Regions from separate parts of the Rattus norvegicus genome. Here region 2 is linked to region 1. The links are chromatin contacts, called in public Hi-C maps. All regions are on one chromosome and are shown on one strand. Each heading gives the region's core, a stretch centred on a gene start, on an enhancer-like site or on the middle of the called end of the contact. The rest is flanking DNA. Distances are from core to core; before and after follow the strand shown. Region 1 holds the start of Fbrsl1 (fibrosin-like 1). Region 2 overlaps Fbrsl1 (fibrosin-like 1).

What was found. Hi-C and Micro-C count contacts between places; a contact is called where the count stands out from the background.
Region 2: a contact with region 1 is called in a Hi-C map of liver, with 2.2 times the contacts expected there. The contact joins the enhancer-like site here to the promoter of Fbrsl1 in region 1. A contact is called at or near these places in 4 of 12 Hi-C or Micro-C datasets (the Rat2 cell line, kidney, liver and 1 more).

What each region holds. Positions count from the first base shown.
Region 1 is chr12:51,889,985-51,895,691 of GRCr8, reverse strand. Fbrsl1 (fibrosin-like 1) reads right to left here and starts at 4,457. Exons shown (of 19, transcript XM_017598560.3): 1 at 3,783-4,457. The coding sequence starts at 4,070.
Region 2 is chr12:51,949,820-51,954,946 of GRCr8, reverse strand. The region is part of intron 5 of Fbrsl1 (fibrosin-like 1); the gene reads right to left. Among named protein-coding and RNA genes, the nearest start is that of Lrcol1, 45 kb to the left of the region's middle. Within about 2 kb of position 2,331, at least 68 of the 93 cell types and tissues checked have an H3K27ac peak or open chromatin away from gene starts, as enhancers often do. A contact at or near this core is called in kidney and liver, where this site is marked.

The DNA of each region.
Region 1 (5,707 bases), core at 3,208-5,707:
TACAATGGGAGGAGGAGAATTTCCAGAGGAGACACAACTGGGTAGCCAATATCACCTACATGGAGTTGAGGAAGGTACCTCACAATGGAGCTTGGTAGAGCTATACTGCCTACACAGGGAGGGAACATTATTGCTTCTTACCCCTGTGCAGTGTGAACTATACTGGGGACAAAGATGAAAAGAAAAATTGCCCCAAATGCTGTGTGCTGTGGTGCTCATGACATTTTCTAAGTGTTGTGGGTTGTTTTGTTTTGTTTTGTTTTGTTTTTTCTTTTTCGTTTTTGAATTCTCTGGTCAGTACATATGACTTATAATTCATAAAATATGCTGTAAAACCACACCGTGTACAAAGCTGTACATAAGAAACTGTTTGTGACAGGGCATGTGCAAATGACATAGCTGTTACTTGCTGTGACTCCATTGGGAGTAAACAGCACCTCTCTCTTTATGTGTAAGGATACATCTGTTCCTGGCTATTTCCCCAGACAGAGGCTCTAAAAAATGGCAGATACCCATGGAATGTTGCATTGGAGCTGAAGCAACATGACACTCAGCTTTTTTTGGTCTTGTTTTGTTTTTGTTTTTTTTCTTTTCTTTTGTTGTTTTGTTTTTCAAGTCCTGGGATCAGCTCTATAAACCAGGCTGCCCTTGAAAACACACACACACACACACACACACACACACACACACACACACACACACACACACAAACAGATCCACCTGCCTCTGCCTCCAGAGTGCTGGGAGTGTACCACCACCACCACCACCACCACCACCACCACCACCACCACCACCACCACCACCACCACCACTTACACTCACCTTCTTAAAGAGCTCGACCCTCAATCACCCTCAATCAACTTGCACAAACAAATCAACAAAAGCACATGACATGAAAGCACAGGTGGTTTCTGCTTGGGGATAGTAGTAAAAAACTAGTGCTCTGGATGCTGGCCACCTTAAAGCCACATGGACCTGAGCCCTGCTCCCCATAGTCTTAGCTCTAAGGGATAGAAAGTGCTTGTCTGCCTGGGGCTGAATGCCGGGATAAGTCAGCCTCCTAGAAATACAGGTACCGGCACAACTTGTTCAGTGACCTAAGGCACATGGACTGAGTGGAGAGGATGCTTCTGTCCCTAAACCAGGTCCTCACCCTTTTCACTGCAGGGTGATGGGAGCACAGTGTCCTCTTACCTTTGTCAGTACAGAAAGAGAACTGTCACAAGGAAGAAAATCTATTTTTCCTAAATGCCAGAGGGAGGAACCAAGGGTCTATGGATCCCTGCCCTTCACTCCCCAACATGTTAAGAGAAGACCAGCTCGAATGCCCTCAGTTACAGCATGAGGCTCTTAGTTTAAATCTGTGGTTAAGTATCACACTGCATCCTCTCTAGCCAACAATCACCACCATGACATTTGGGAAGGTAGTTATCCTCACAGATACAAGAGTCAAAGGTTGCAACCCCTACAAGGACAAAGGGAGATGAACAGAGATATCTGAGGGTGCCCCGGCACAGGGAGCCTACACACACATTTTCAAATAAGTTAATGGGACATTCTCCCATACATCCCACAAGTCATTCACATATACTGAACTACCTTTGGGGGGATTATGTAGACTTTGCTGACACTCAAATAATGTCATAGCATGTGGGGATCCTAAAGTCACTGTTGAGAAGCGCTCTCTCTCTGTGCTGGAGTCCTGTTGGTCCTGAGAATGTGGCAGGCCATCTCCCCCAGCAAATGAGGGAGGCTGCAGAGCAAGGGAACCAGCAGCAGAACAGACTGTAAACTCCAGTCTTCTTGTGTCTCGGATCTCTCATCTATAGAGTGGGGAGTGTCCAAACCTGCTTATAAGGTCATTTGATGGGATAAATGAATTCGTATCTGTAAAGACAACTGGCAGAGTGAACTAGTCACCACTGTGATAGGATGGGGTTATAAATTACTTGACTTCAGGGAGAAAAACTAGTTTCAGTAAATGAGACCAGCAAAACTCTTCTAGACATGATCTAGATACTATGACCTGTCCAGATATCAAGTACTTCCCAAGGCCAAACTCAGAAAGGTCAGAAGTGAGGCTGCGCATGAGGTGTAAGGCAGAACCTGGAGTAAGCAGTAAGATTGTATGAGTCAACTCTCTATATATGTGGCCTAGAAGAGGAGGGGAAAGGCCAGAGAACACAAGCGGAGCCAACACAAGCAGACTACTAGATACAAATGGGCTGTTCTAATGACAGTGTGATGTGTGGCCTTAAGGCAGTAACTCTGGACTTCAAGGGCTATTCCTCCTTTCACAGGTATTCATTTCTCACTATGTTGAGTCTTGGTTGTTTCCTTCTGGGTACTGGGGGAACCTGTAGTCACAATTCTCCCATTGACAAGTTTGAGGGGCAGAAAATCCAGGGATACCAGTCAAGTCTCCACAGAGTGGGAGAAGGCGAAACCAAAAGGTAAGGTGAATGGAATTAAGAATACCTTCTTCAGATGAGATTTTAAATCGACGGCTGAGTTAAGCTGTACAATACAAACAATACACAGATAGACAGAGCATTTAAGGTGAGGCGGTAAACCCCAAGACCCAGAGAGGCCCAAAGAAGAAATGCGGAAAAGGCTAAATGCATCTACAGGCTCTTTGGAGCTCTTTATGGGCCCAGCAGACACAGGCGTGGCAAGGTAGGAATTGAGATTACAGATCTGGAGCGTGTGGTAGCACCATGGTTGTAATGTAGGAGCTTTAGCACAGTGTCTGACTGTCATTATCATGCCTAAAGCAGAAACCCGAAGCCTTCATATGTCTTAGCACATCAGCACCAGACACAAGACAACACACCCCACAAAATCGTCTTAGTTTAAGATCTTTGGCTTCGGCCCAGAACTCATCTCTTGTGTTCCCCAAAAGACACAAGGGCTGAACACAAGGTGTGCCTCGGCCCTGCATTCATTCAAATGTGTATGGAACAAACCCAACTCAGGGCTACTCATGGTGGCCATCACCATCCCACCCTCACTGAGCTCTACAGACCCAGCGGACCCCAGAATTAGGATATGAAATGGGGGGGGGGCTCAATTTAAACATGCCATGACCAACTCCCCTTTCTCAAGCTTGGCCTGAAAGTGGGGAATCGCAGATATCAGTCAGGGCAAGAGTGAGAAGGGTTGCAGTTGTCCCTAAGACCACAGCCCAGGGAGTGAGATATGGTTCCCAAGGTGTTCACTCTGCATTCCTAGGGGCCTCTGAAGGTTCTGCTAGTGCTCTTTAGGCCTGACCGGCATTTCCAACCACTTGTCCAGAGACACAGTGGCTACCCGCTCGCCCACTCACTCACTCACTCGCTGACCATCTCTCTCACTTCCTTCTCTCCTAAGATAGGAAGGACACTTTGCTCAGCAAATACTGTGCATGACAACTCATTCAGACATGTATTTTTAGAAAACCTATTACTTATACCCATGCAATAAGTAGTCACCAAGAAGGATTTGACTCCCGGTCTCATCCAAACAACCCTTAAGAGATCACCCAACAGGAAGAATCCCCAAGTGTCCACCTTATCATCGCTGCCTCCCGAGGCTCAACACTGTCCAACTCCCCAGCTGGTCCCGGACGCAGCGTTAACTTGGCAACAAGTAACAACCGCTGCAAAGCCCGCTTGGTTGGCATGCTTTAAGTCCTTCCACACACCCCTCACTCCAGGTCCTCTTCCTGGCAAGGTGCAGCGCGGGCCCAGGAGGCGTGCATATGGGTTTCCTTGGTCCCGGGTCTGGCCTTCCAGCCCACCTACCTCCAGGGCCTCCAGGGTGCTGAAGCTGGCTATAGCGAAGCCGTCAATAACCTCCTCCTCCTGCGAGCTGGACTCGCGGCGACGGCGCCGCGGGGGGCGCGCAGCGCGCAGAGGCGTAGGGCGCTGAGGCGGCGCGCCGTGGAGTCCCGCGTTCTCCTTGCCAGGACTGGGCTCTGGCTCCTCACCGGACGACGGGCTCTGCGCGCGGGCGTCCCGGGCAGCTTCCCGACGCCGGCCGCGATCTCGCTGCGCGCGCGAACGCCGGCTCGGCCGGACCTTGGCCTCCATGGCGGCGCCGCGGCGGTGACCTTGGCGCCCCGCGCCGCCTGCTACGCCGTGCCGCCGGGCTGCGAGGGCGCCGTGCGGGCTCGGGGCCGGGGCGGGCTCGGGGCCGGGACGGGCATGCCGGGCGCGGGCTCTCAGCACTGGACGCCGCGCGGGCTAGGACCCCGGGTCCCGGCCCGGCGCACCGGAATGCGGCGGGCTCTCAGCGGCCCTAGACCAGGCCCCCAGGGACACAACCCATGGCGACCGGCGGGCAGCAGCAGTGGGCGGCCGAGGACGGCGGGTGGCGGAGCTTCTGAGCACCGGGACGGTGAGGCAGACACAGTAGTGGCAGCGGCCAGAGCGGATAACAACTGACGCACTTCCGCCGGGCCGGAGTGCCAGAGGAAGCGGGCGCAGCTGGGGGAGGCTGACCCGTCGACTCCGCCCCACCCTGGCCCCGCCCTGACCCCGCCCTTCCGGACTAGATGGCTCTGCGCTGAGCTGCCCCTCGCCCTTTCACATTAAGCCCCGCCCCGGGAGGGGGTTTTCCCTTTGCCCCGCCCCCGCAACAGGCCACACCCGTTTGCGCACTTCTCTTTAGAATTCCGCCCCCATCCCCGTCAGACCACGCCCCATTCTTCCGGGCTCCACCTCTCTTGTCTAAGCTCTCAGTTCCTTAAGCCCCGCCCTTGCCTTCCGGTCCTGCTCACCTGTGCAGGACGCTGAGGTTAGTCCTGGTCAGATCCCGCCCACTTCAAGCCCCGCCTCACTGACCACGCCTAGTAGGCAATTAGCGCTCAGATACTTATACTACCCAGCCACCAGCTTCGAGTTTGTGGCGGTGGGCGCCGCCCCTTCCGCCTTTCACCTAGGAGGTGATGGGTCTATGCACCTACAGCAGCTTCCGGCAAACTGAGTGTAAGCCTGTGAGAGAGTAGGCTGGTCAGTTCTGGAGTCCACAGTGGTGGAGTCCTGTAAGCGTCGAGTATGTCATCCTCCACCTGCAAACCCTCAAACCCAGTCTCACCCTGGTCCCCAAGCTAAATTAGGTAGCTCTCTTAAAACCCTCCGGCCTCGAGTATGCTTTCCTTAGAGACCTGCCTACACTAGTCAAGGACCTGGGGACTGCTGCTAGGAAGTTCAAAGCTAGACAAAACCGTGGGTTTCCTCAGCAACTTCCCCAGTTGGAATGTCACATGGAACCGACCACTAATTCACACAACAATTACCCAGAAACCTCTGAGGTGCTTTGATGGCCTTGAGAAATGGGAACATTTGACAGGAAGAAAGGGGAGGTTGTTACAGCTTGGGCACTGAGTGAAAAGGAACACTGAGCCATGCCTACATCTTAGCAGCAGAGGCCCTGAAAAGAAGCAGTCACAGCTGGAGAAAGCCCCTGGACAGGACCTCAAGTGCACATTATCTGACTGCTGAGAAGGGCCACAGGCTCTCTGCCACTCTGTCCCTTGGGGCATCTGGGAACATGGCGTACCATCCACAAGTGCTCTTCTTTCACATAATAACACAGGACCAGCATACCTGCCAGCCTAACCAGGGTGAGGGGGTGGAAGCCTCCCTCCTCTTCCCATTCCAGATTTTATTATGAAAACAGTCTAACTAGCTAAGAACCTTGTTCGGAAGACACAAACCAAAGCAGC
Region 2 (5,127 bases), core at 1,082-3,581, 61 kb before region 1:
CCTGATGGGGTTAGAATCAGCTGTTTACATATCACTCTGGTCTGCAGACAGGTACACCAGGGTCCTGACCAAGCCCTGCCCCTACTGCCTTGCTCTGTCTGCCAGGACACCCAGGGCTCCAGGAGGTTCTGTCATGTCCCCATCAGAGCTCAGGTGGGCCACTTTGTCATCAGTTCCTGTACAAGGACTATTTGGGCTACCGTAGCCTTTACAAAGTTCTTTATAGCAAACCAAATCAGAACAATGGCACCCAGCTGAGAAAACATAAGGCTTACCCCAGACCAGAGCACAGACTCCACTGACTGTAGTGGAATCCTGTAGAATCTCTGGATCCTCCTATCCTATCCTATTCTGCACACAGAGCCACCCACCATGCATGCTCCCCACGGAGCTCTCTTGGCACCTCATGCAGCTCCTCTGGAGTCGGGCCTGACTGAGCCTGTCCTGCTGATTATCTGTAGCCGCCTGTGCAGCAGCTCTAGGAACCCCAACTCTTGGGGCCCTCTACATAACCAGCCCCGAAGGCACCAGGGGATGGACAGCAGCTGGCCTTCCTCTGAGGGGGCTGCCCTAGGTCCACCACTATCAGCCCCACTGACAGGGCCTCTTGGTGCCACCCAGCCCTTACTACAAAGTCTGCATGCCCATCTTGGGACTCTGCACACATGTAGCTTCCAAGTAAGCGTGGGCCCCTGCAAGCCAGAAAAGAAGAACTGTGACCTCTCAATTAGGAAAATGAAACAAGCCATCAAGGTCAGGATCTGCAATTCCACATCCAAGCCAAAAGGAAACTTCCAAAGCTTAGGGTGTAAGACAAGCAAGCAAGCAGTGAAACAACTCAAATTTGGGTGGGGAGAACGACCCCTACTCTGCCTGCCTCTAATTGAGATCTAATGACTTGTAAGCAATGAATGTTCCTGGGGGGTGGGGATCCCAGCAGAGAACTGTTTTCCCCAAGGGTAGATGTGAAACCCAAACTTTCTATGGACCTAGATCTATGATCCAGACTCCAGGAGAGGGAAAGGGGTGGGGAGCAGAGTAAGGAAAAGCAGGGGTGGCATATTCTCTCCATCATAGAACAGTGCCTGGCATGGCCAGCCAACTCCCTCCAGGCACAGGCAAATCTGCTGAGGAAGACCAGGGGTGCATGCAAGCATCCTAGTGCTTTGCCGGGGCGGGGGGGGGGGGGGGGTCCCCACACGTGGCCAGGCTGGTCACTCTCATTCAGGAAAGCTCTGACCCAGAAGACTCCAGTTTCCAGGACTTCCCGGGGAACCAGTGGTGGAATGGTAGAAGTCTGAGTGACTGCCTTCCTAGGCAGACAAGCCCTTTCTGCCAAACTCCAGAGCTGGCTGGCTAGCCAGGCCAAGACAGGTGTCTCATAGAGGCCAACAGACTTGCGTTAATAACTTTCTGGGCATTATCTACAGGGATGAGACGCAGGTACGCAGTTCTCCTCCAATCTTGGTGTGGAGCCAGAGTACAGAAGAAAAGAATGCGATCCCGTCATTCTAAGACGCATGTGGGAAATTCCCAGGCTGCAGGCTTGTGGGACCACGCAAAAGGCACGTCTGGCAAGAAGACACCACTAATCCTCCAAGGGGCGTCAATATGGCTCGGGGATAGGGTCACCGCGTGCTTTGTTTGAGACTTATTGGACGCTAGGGACAGCTCTCGGATCAGATAAGAAACATAGCATTGGCCGCACCCCGCCCCAGACAAAGAACTCAACTCCAGGCAGGTAAGCAAGGCACCACGCACTCGGTGGCGGACTGAGCACTGGGGCGCAGACAAAGACGCGCGCCCCTACCGTACTCCGCCTGCCTACACCGCGCGCCTGATGGACCCAGGACCCTCGCCAGACAACACCCTGCCGCTTGCCACCACAGGCGCCCCAGGTGCAGCCGCGGGAACACGGGGACTCTGAGGAACCTGCTCCGGTGGAGGATGCGTGAGCGGGATTTCCAGAGTCGTCCTCTTGTCCGTTCCTTTAAGGAGTCGGTGCTTCCCCACCTGCGATACCCTAAGTCCCGCTTTGCTCTTCGCGAACTGACCTCTCGGGCACCCAGATCCTGCGCGCTTCTCTGCGTTCGTCGATGGTCTCAATCCTAGGTGCTGCACGGACGCGGGTGGCAGAGAAACTCCCGCGGGCCTGCCATCCAGGGAGTCTCTTTCTGCATGCCCAGCTTAGCCAGAACCCGGGCCGGGGACGCGCGAGGCGCACAAGACCCCGCGCCTTCTCTGAGCGCTGCCGGCGCTCTGGGCAAAGCCGCCAGGAGCCGTCCGGCGGGCGGGGTGGTGGTGGCGCGGGCAGGCGGAGCGCTGTGTGGGCGGGGCACGGGCAGGCCCAACTAATCCAGCCCCGAGGCGCAGATCTGCGCGCACAGGACGGTTGTCTGTCTGATCTGACCCAGTGGTACCCCAGGCTCAGCGTTCAATGGCCACAAGAAACGCCCGTGGGCTCTACTCCATGATCATCACAAAAACAAGTTACAGACAACTGGCACTCCACTTACATTAAGGGAAACAGCGCCAGAAAGAAGCGAGACCACTGGCAAGTCCAGGAGCTGGGGTATGAAGGGCTGACAGGATCCCCAGAGCCAACAGCAAATGTGCCAACCAACCCCGTTTTTGCTTTGAATCCAGATCTGACTCTAAGCCATCCCACGCTGAAAAGGGCTGTGGCGCCAGGGCTACCCCCGAGCCCTAGTTACTTTACAGAAGGCTGGAGACACAAAGCATCTAGTTTTGTTTGCTTGCTTGTTTGTTTGTGAGGACAGGAGAGCTGCCCAGAGTCCACAAAGAAGCTGAGTATGCTTGCCTGCCACACAGACCTTAGCACAACGAGCCCTTCAAGTACAGCACGCACACAGGTGAAACACAGAGCTCTGCAATTCCATGCAAAGGCCCTTGAAATTCAAGGACCCACACAAAGCTTGAGGTGGAAGAAGGACCCCTACTTGGGCTTCAGAGGCCTGGTCCAGCATGGGCATCCACTTTGTGGGAATTCAGCCATTGCTAGGCCTGTGGGAGCCAGCTCCACGGGGTGCATTAGAGGTAGAACCAGCATTTATCTTTACAACTGCAGCTCTTGGAAATCCAGTGATAACTGGAGACCTGTCAGAAGTGTCAACAGTATCTTCAGCTCTTTCATTATGTTTGACTTATTTACCAAATAAAGGTCCTCTCCTTACAAAGGAAAAAAAATAACAAAAGCAAAATCACCACCAAATCCTGTTATTTGCTCCCACAAAACAAAACAACAAAAACGGCTGTGCTAGATGCCTAACAGCCACATTCTCACAAGCACCAGTCAGCAATCAGAAAACTGACAGGGAGGAGAGACTGATATGGTCAAGAGTCTGGTTCCAGGGGCCAGGATTCAGTAGGCCAAGTTCCTCCTGGGATGGGAGTGGACTGGCTGTAGGGAGTCAGAGCTGAGGAGCAGTGACAGAGCATGGTCACCTGAAGTGATCCTTACACACACCACGGTAAGGGCTACAGAAAGGTCGGCAGGGATGTACGGGAAAGGGGTACATGTGTCTCTTTCTGGATGCCTGGCCCAGGGCAGGACCCTCCAGCTATGGCCTGCTCCTGGGACTTCACTCTGTACTAACTGGCTGACTTGGCTAGCTGGCCCATCGGCCCTCCAGAGCCCAGGGGAGGCAAGTGCTATACTGTCTCATCCATCCAAGCCCTGGTGTAGTTTCTGCTAAGCACCACTGCTCTGAGAGTTGCTGTGTTCTGGTTTTCAATTGAGTCTGTAGGAGAGTGGTACACTCTTAGCCTGGAAAGGTTTATTTCTCCTGGTATCATCTACAGAAGAGAGCCACAGACAGAAAGGCCCAGAGGTATGACAATGGCAGTCTCATAGCATAGGTGAATGCCAGGGTGGAAAGTACCACTCTTGGCAGTATTTGGGTCCCAGGAATGAATGGAATGGAAGAGCACAGGCCGTAAACGCATGAGTGCTACTGGAGAAACTTGGGGTCTATCCTCTCTTAGGGCAAGACCCTGCCCTGAGGTTCCCTTCTATGGGGCCTCGTCTACTCACACATCCAAACCACAGAGGAGTTGTTATCGCATAACAATTATGATTGTCATTTCTTGTCACTCCCGAGGCTATCTTTGGCAGAAGAGCCCTTGAAGAGAGATCAATCCAACCAACGGCTTAAAACTCACAGCAAGAGACAGGCCCTGAGCCCTGTTCACAAGCCTCCCACCCTGGTATGGAAGTAAAATTAGACTTTCAGAACCTGGGGCAGGCCTGTCTAATTTTGTTTAGGAAGGAAAATAACTGTGATATGAGAGGTTTAATGAGGTTAGAAATTGAGAAGGAAGTGGAGGGAGAATAGATTATCATGGGAAATAAAGGCAGCCGCTAGAGGTAACACTGATATCAAATATCAGGCTTCCAAACCAAATATCTATAATCCACTGGGGCTTAACAGTGGTATTGGGGCACATTTATCCAAAACCCACGTGAGTTCAACAACTCACATTATAACTTACTCCGTCAACATTCCATGACTCTAGGGGAAGATGTGAGCACTGAGGGGCTTCCCCTGGAACTGAGAGATGCTGGGACTACCTGGAGTCCTTTGGGCTGTGCTATTGTGACACCCCTGAGTACCCCAACCTTCACTTGACTAAAGCTAGTACCTGAGCCTCCCTGAGGGCCTGCCCTGTGATAGGATCACATTCCAGGGAAGAGCTTCTCCCTTTTGGCTGTTACTCTGTGAAGACAATCCCTCAGAAGCTGAGTCTGAGGCCACAGGGCAAAGAACTGTGAGATGTGGCTATGGAACAGTGGCCTCCAGCAGAGGCACGGGCACAGGTGGTGTGTTGGAATCTGGGGAGTTGTTGGTTCTGTCCTGTAGATCTGACGTGAGCACCTGAGCCAGTTGAGCAGGACATCGGGGTGATGGCGGCTTCCTGGGCCAAGGGCAGGAGCTTTATGTTCAACAGTGTGGTGAGTGGCAAAACGTGCTGCCTATAAGTGTCCATTAATAGATGACCTTGAGAACACCCAGCATCTGTGGACCTGTAGACCATGCTTTGAGAATTACCATAAGAGACTCTATAAAGACTTGTAGTCATGAGAGGATGGTCAGAGACTTGGGGAGG